2 separate regions of the Mus musculus genome follow, and region 2 is linked to region 1. Evidence: chromatin contacts called from public HiChIP or PLAC-seq data. All regions are on one chromosome and are shown on one strand. Each heading gives the region's core, a stretch centred on a gene start, on an enhancer-like site or on the middle of the called end of the contact. The rest is flanking DNA. Distances are from core to core; before and after follow the strand shown.

Region 1 (3,631 bases), core at 143-2,642:
TGCAATAACACAACTCTGACCTTTAAAAGGAATATGAGGTAGTTTATCCTGGAGCCAAATGTAAGTGGCTATGGCCAAGGAACATAGATTCAAATACTGGGTTCCAACGTGATAAGCACTATAGTGAACGTTTTATAGTAACAGAACAAAGAAGGCAATAGGTCAAGGTACTTTAGACACACATTGGTGAACCATCAGATGAGGTGGTTACAGCAGTCAGGAGCGTCTGAGGTTACCTCATAACAGTCCTAGCCTGTGGGGTTGGTGGAAGCTAGGAGTCTGCACATTTTAGAAAGGACTTTACTAGTCTTAAGAATGTTAAGTCAAACCTAGAGGTGGGCAATAGGTAGCTATTTAGGGGGATAATTTAGCCCCAAACTATTTGGTGCCCAACCTGTAGCATTCATCTGATCTTGTTGAATGTTCAACACAGGTGTGGCTCCCCACCCCCATCCTAACTTGCCCCAGATGCCTTCTTTCCCTAGATTTAGGCGCTTCAGTGTAGGTGCAGGCACACAGAATCATTTCCTTCCTCCTAAACGCAGTCTCTTTCCCCTTCTGAGCAAGACTAGGTGACGCCTTCCTCAGGATGCATGGTGGAAGCTGGCAATGATCCTGGAGCCTGTTCTGCCCTTCCACTCCAGCCATTTTGCTTGGGCATCGTCATTACTGTGATTATTGCTACCCTTCCCCAGCCTATACTTGCTTTGGGCTGGAACATCTCATGGAAGAAAGGCTTTACTCTCTAAAGAAGAGAGGCGCTAGGGGTATAGAGGGATGCCAGCTCATCCGACCCCCCCCCACCCCCAGAGCAAAACAAAAACAAAAAACCCTAAAAACTCAGAAGAGGAATGTTATGTGTGTGTTTGTATGTGTCTCTGTGTGTCTATATTTCTGTGTATGTTTATATGTTTGTGTGTATGTGTGTGTTTGTGAATGTGTGTGTTTGTGTGTATGTTTGTGTCTTTATATGTATGTTTGTGTGTCTTTGTGTGTGTATGTGTGTTTGTGTGTGTTTGTGTGCATGTATGTGTGTGTTTGTATATATTTGTATATGTGTGTTTGTGTACACTTTCTTAAAGATCCTTTTTTCTTCCCTTCTCTCTGACAGTGACGCCCCTCTATCTTCCTTCCTTCCTTCATCTCTAAAGTATCAATGGATGAGGGAGCACAGCTCAATGGTGAGGACCAGACGATGACAGGAAGGGGTTAGCTGTGTCTAGGCAGAGGGTGTGTTGTGTCTGAGTCCCTAGGGAATGAGTGTGTCTGAGGGAATGGCTATGTTTGTGGCCGGGCTGGGAATTTGGAGCTGGCAAGAGCTGATGGGGAGGTAGGGGAAGCCTGTGGCTGGAGAGGTTCCCAGCAGTTCCAGTGGGAGTGAGTCAGCACCCCCAGCAGGTGGTTACCTGAGCTGCTGGCCTGTCTGCTCCTCAGCCACTAGAGCTACAGCCTCTGCCCTATACCGCTCCTCAACCACCCTAGCTATTTCCTGATCTTTGTCTGCCTCTCTTCTGGATCCTCTGGGTTTCCTAAAAAGGCAAGCTCCTGGTCAGACTGGGGAGGAAGGGAGCAGAAGGCTGTGTTTACCCCCTAGAGGAGGGGCTGCCAGAGCCTCCAAGGCCAGCTCCATACACAGCCTTGGCCTCTGCTGCTCAGCACGGGAACTGTTTCTAGGGGCAGCTGCCTAACATCTGGGCCAGATTGATCTCATTTAGCGAATGAAACATTCTCTGGGGCTTGGGGGAGGGTGAGCCCATTCCTTCTCCACCCCCACAGGTGCCCCTCCCCTCTGGGCTTCACTGGAGGCTCAAGTGTGGCGTGGCTGTCTTCCTTCTGGTTTGTCATATCCTCCTGCCTCCGGTCACCATCATGGTTGTGTCAAGCTTCCTTTCTGAGGAAGTTGTAATTCTGCAACAATTCCAGAAGAAGGAGTGGGATGCCGAGGGTGCCGTGTTTGGATAGGATGGCTTGAAGTTGGACGGCCGGAGCAGAGGGGAGCAGAAAGGAGGTCCCTGAGGAAGGACTACTGCTATTCAAGCATAGTCCCCTCTCATTCCCGCATCTGGATCTTATAGGGATAAATCAGAGCTGGGTTCTGACCAGCCAAAGCCCCTCCTTAGGCCACGTGAACATATTCCATGTGACTAGATGCAAATGTGGAATATTTACCAATCACTATGGTGAATCTTTGCCCTCTGGGGCAGACTGGGAGGCCAGAGGGAGGGAAAGATCAGCTTGTTGATGGGGTGGAGTTGGGAAATGGGTAGCAACCAGGACCAAAGGAGACCAAAGAAGGGAGGTAGGAAGCCCGATGAAATAGTCCCTTCAGAATGGAATAAAGTGAATGCCAATATTTACCATCGCTAAGTGAGAGGGAGGAGGGGTGGGGCTGGGGAGTCTGATGTGGGGCAGAGTGTGTCAAGCAGGGAGGAACCCTGGGCTGTAACTAGTTATCTTTTTCCTGAGGGAGCTGGACTTCTCTTGCACAGGGCAAGCTGAACTATTGAAAGTGTTTGGATCTTGACTTTAAACATCCAACGGTGGGGCTGGGATCCCTGCTCATCCCTCTGCCTCCCCTGTCTTGACTGTTTCAAGTGGTGCTGATGTTGGCAGTGCCTCGGAAAACAACTGGTTGGGCTCGGCTTGTGGTCCTTAAAGGACAGCAGCTCCTGGGTGTGTATAGCAAGCCCTTGGCTGGGTAAGAGGAAAACAGAGCCAAGTGGATGAGTGGGGTGTCTTGGGCCCACCCACCTAGGGTGTGTTCTTGGAGAGACAGAGGCATGGGTTAGATAACATGGACTGGAGTAATTCGATCTCTCTGATCAGCACAGCTAGCAGAGGCATCAGCTTCTCACAGAGCTAGAACCTATATTTTTGGCTCAAGTGGTAACATACTGGATCCTAGAACTTTCTGAAATCATAAGGTAATTTAACAAGCTGGGAGTGCTTGTCAAATATAAAGGCTCTGGGGATGGACCCTGGGCCTATTGCAACAGAACAGGTTGTCATGGTAGCAAGAGGGACAACATTGCTACTGGTGGAGGCTGGGATTGGACAGGATGGGTAGAGGTAGAATTGGGCTTGCCAGATAAATACAGAACACCCAATTCCAGTTGGATTAGATAGTAGATAATTTTCATCTTGGTAGGCATTGCATATTTCCTAAAGTTGGCAATCTTAAGACAAGAAGAAATGCTAGGAATTGATACCCAGGATACCTGAGCCAGGTTGGAAGGTGGGCCAGCTCACAAACTTGACATCTAAGAATGAAAGAGGAAGAAGAACAGGTTTGGGTTAGCAAGTAGAAGGCCCCAGCTGGATTTGCTTTCTGCTCTGTATCTGCTGGGGATAGGCTCAGGACACTATAATTACTCTGAGTGTGTGTGTGTGTGTGTGTGTGTGTGTGTGTGTGTGTTTATCAGGGTCTCATGAGCATGTCTGAAGTCTCTTTATACTTATTTTTAACCTGGAGCATAGATGTCCCCCTTGAGTTTGGCCCCAAACTTGTTATTGTTTAAAAAAAAAAAAGAATAAAAATGTATAGTAGGGTCTGGCAATGCAACCCAGTTGGAGAGCCTGTGTTACATGCGTGAAACCCTGAGCTCAACCCAGCATCGCATAAACTGGGCAT
Region 2 (3,447 bases), core at 792-3,291, 1.3 Mb after region 1:
GAAGGAGGGGGGAAGGAGAGAGGAAGGGAAGGAGAGTAAATGAAAGCAAGCAAGCCAGCCAGGCACAGCTGTGGCTCACTTGTAAATTCCATCACCAGAGGCAGAGACAGGAGGATCAGTGACCTTCAGACGAAAAACCACTGAGGGGTGACGCCTGCTGCTGACCTCTGGCCTCCACTTGCACACACACCGCAACAGACACACACACACATACACCCCACATGCACATACCATGTAACACACACATGCACATTCCACATAACATGCACATATGTGAGAACACACACACTTGTGTGCACACATGAGTGCATACTTGGTGGGGGGGTGGTAAATAATTAAAAACAGATTTATTCAGTGTGGCTCCTCCAGTCTCTCCTGCAAGGCCTTCAGACAGAACTGTGTGAAATCTTGTGAAGAGGCAAGTCCCTCCCTGTGGGTGGCACCAGGCTTCAGCCTGTCTGGGGGATTCTTGTTCATTGGGGACCAGTGTCTCAGTACATGGCAGCCTAGGGAAGGACACGGGGCATCTCTTCAGAAAATCTTCATCCCTGCCAGGACGTTATATACACTGTGTGCAGGGGAGGTGGTGGGTAGGAAGGAGACCTCACACAGGGCCAGTGTAGAGGGGTGTCATCCGGTCCCTGTTCACATAAGAACAGCGACAGGGGGGACTTTGACTTCCTAGAGGCAAAGCCATAAGAAATAGGTTTAAGATTTGCGATTAAACAGTACCAAGAGTCCAAAGAGTAAAGAACTTGGCTGGACATGGGCGCCTACCCGCAACCCCAGGCAGGAAGGTAGCTGCTGAGACCAACCTATGCTGCACAACAAAACACAACAAAACCAGTGCGCTCCTGAGCACTGTCTTCTCCTGTAAACCACGGAAGTCCTCACAGTCTGTGGGAAGGGGAAAGATCAGACACCATCACTGTTCTTGGAGACCCTGTCCCGCCATGTTGGGCTCCACCCCTGGATGATCACATTCAACTAACACCTGTGCCTCAGCTTTCTCACCTGCAAAGTGGGAGTTAAGTGGTACCTAACTTGCAAGGTTAGGAGGTTGGAATTAGTGGAACTGCATGGAGCACTAGGGAGACACAGCCTAGTCAAGTTGCACCTCCACATCCCAGCAGCAGTGCATCCTGGGTAGAGGTCGCCAATAGTGGCAAGTAGAGGAGAAGGCTAGGTCCTGACTGACACAGGCCCAGCTTTGAAGAAGGCCCTGGGAGCCACTTCCTGGGCTCTTGGGGAGGGGCTGAATGCCTTCTGGTGAGTTCTCTGGGATGGATCCCTGACCCATCAGCATGCAGGGGACAGAAGAAGGTCAAAGGGTCCTAGTGGCTGGGGGAGGGAGACCAGAGCACAGGGGTCTGCCTGCCTGCAGCTGCAGGATGAGATACAACACCGAGAACCATCTTCACAGCAAAGCCCAGCCCTTGGGGACTAAGCAGTGCCCGCTCCTTAACCACGCCTCCCCACTCTTGCCCCTCACCTGAGCCGGTTTGAACGTGTTCCTTCCGTGAGAGGCATTCCTCTGCCTCCCTTCAACGTGGACTGTCTAGACAGCCACCCACGGAACAGCCTCGAGCTCATGGCTCTACTGGGCCATGGCCTCTGATCTCTGGAGCTCTGCACATGCTGGTCCCCTGCTCTCCCTACTCTGATGCCTGGAGGTAGAACGTCCTTCACTCTCTTCACCCGAGCAGCTCAGGCTGCCTTTCTTTCCACCTTGCCTGTCCCTTCCTGGCCCCTTCCTGCTGGGCACTCAGTGCCTCTGTGCCCCCTAGGCCACAACTGATGGCTTTCAACTCCTCTTGGGGTTCCACGTCAGGACATCCCCCACGGGTCTGTGCAGGTGAAGCCAGGCTCTCGCTCAGTGCTGTCCCCACTGTGTCACCAAACAGGAGCACAGGCCCTGAGCTGTTTTTCTGGATCTTGATGGAACCGAGCCAAGGAAGGAGTAAATGAACGAGTGGGAGGGTCTAATGAAGGCCAGGCCAGATGAGGCAACCAGGAAAGGACAGATGTGAGTCAGAACTTACTCACATGTTCCTGGCCCGAGCGGCCAAGATGCATTGCCGCTATCCACAGCTATGGCAGAGCCAGGCTGCCTTCTGGGCTAGAAGATGACCAGTTCCCCTTTCCTGCTGCCTGGGGGTGCATGGACTGGACAGGGTGTGCTGGAGACAGGGTTGGGCCCACTGCCCCAAGGCTTTTCAGCAGTACATCAACTTTCAAATTATTTATTTTAAGGAGCTGTGTATGTGAGCCAGCACGGCCTCGAGCATATGGCAGTCCTTCTGCCTCAGCTTCTTGAATGTTAGTATTATAGATGTGAGCCTACACTCAATCTCTTTACTATTTTTGTTTTTTGTTTGTTTGGTTGGTTGGTTGGTTTTTTGGCTTTTCAAGACAGGGTTTCTCTGTATAGCCCTGGCTGTCCTGGAACTCACTCTGTAGACCAGGCTGGCCTCAAACTCAGAAATCCGCCTGCCTCTGCCTCCCGAGTGCTGGGATTAAAGGCGTGCGCCACCATGCCCCGCCTCTTAACTATTTTTAATTGCTTTTTAAAAATATTATTATAGTGAGGATACTCGGGGTTCAGAAGACATCGTGTAGGCTTTGGTTCTCACCTTCCATGGGGTAGCCAAAGATTGTTTTCAGGCTGTCAGACTTGGTGACAATTGCTTCTACCTGCTAAGCCTTCTTGTGCATTCTTAGACGTACAGTAAGAAATACATTCTTGCTGGGTGTGGTGTGGTGGTGGACCCTTTAATCCTAGCACTTGGGAGGCAAGGGGATCGTGTGAGTTCAAGGCCAGCCTGGTCTATGTAATAAGTTCCAGGACAGCCAGAGCTACATAGTGACTCCAAGAAGGAGAAGGAGGGGGAGGAGGAAGAGAAAGAAGAAGAGGAGGAGGAGGAGGAAGGAAGGAGGAGGAGAAGAAACACATTCATCTCTAAGACACTAAAACTCTACCTATTAAACACTAACTCAACAATTTTTTAAAAAGCAATGTCTTACTTTTTTTTTTTTTTTTTTTTTTTGGTTTTTTTGAGACAGGGTTTCTCTGTATAGCCCTGGCTGTCCTGGATCTCACTCTGTAGACCAGGCTGGCCTCAAACTCAGAAATCCGCCTGCCTCTGCCTCCCGAGTGCTGGGATTAAAGGCGTGCGCCACCATGCCTAGCTAATGTCTTACTTATTAAGTTTATGTTTGACCTAAAACTGCAGGGAATGCTCAGGAGGCAGGCCTGGGGCACATACATCAGTTCAGATGGGAAGAAGAAACAAGAGCATGTTGAGTCCCACACACACAAGCCCAGGCTAGCCTGGGCTACCTGAGCCTCTATCTCAAAACAATGAGGCAGAGTTAGAGCCAGGCATGGTGGTATACTGCCCGTGTATCAGTACCTAAATCCCAGGACTCTGGAGGCTGAGGCCGAAG

The links. HiChIP or PLAC-seq counts read pairs in DNA pulled down with a chosen protein or histone mark.
Region 2: an HNF4G HiChIP or PLAC-seq map of pancreatic cancer cells shows a contact between it and region 1. The contact joins two enhancer-like sites.

Annotation. Positions count from the first base shown.
Region 1 is chr11:104,623,524-104,627,154 of GRCm38.p6, forward strand. All of the region lies in intron 2 of Itgb3 (integrin beta 3), which reads left to right. Among named protein-coding and RNA genes, the nearest start is that of Itgb3, 17 kb to the left of the region's middle. Within about 2 kb of position 1,393, at least 93 of the 459 cell types and tissues checked have an H3K27ac peak or open chromatin away from gene starts, as enhancers often do. A contact at or near this core is called in pancreatic cancer cells, where this site is marked.
Region 2 is chr11:105,951,555-105,955,001 of GRCm38.p6, forward strand. No RefSeq gene overlaps it. Among named protein-coding and RNA genes, the nearest start is that of Cyb561, 8.8 kb to the left of the region's middle. Within about 2 kb of position 2,042, at least 106 of the 459 cell types and tissues checked have an H3K27ac peak or open chromatin away from gene starts, as enhancers often do. A contact at or near this core is called in pancreatic cancer cells, where this site is marked.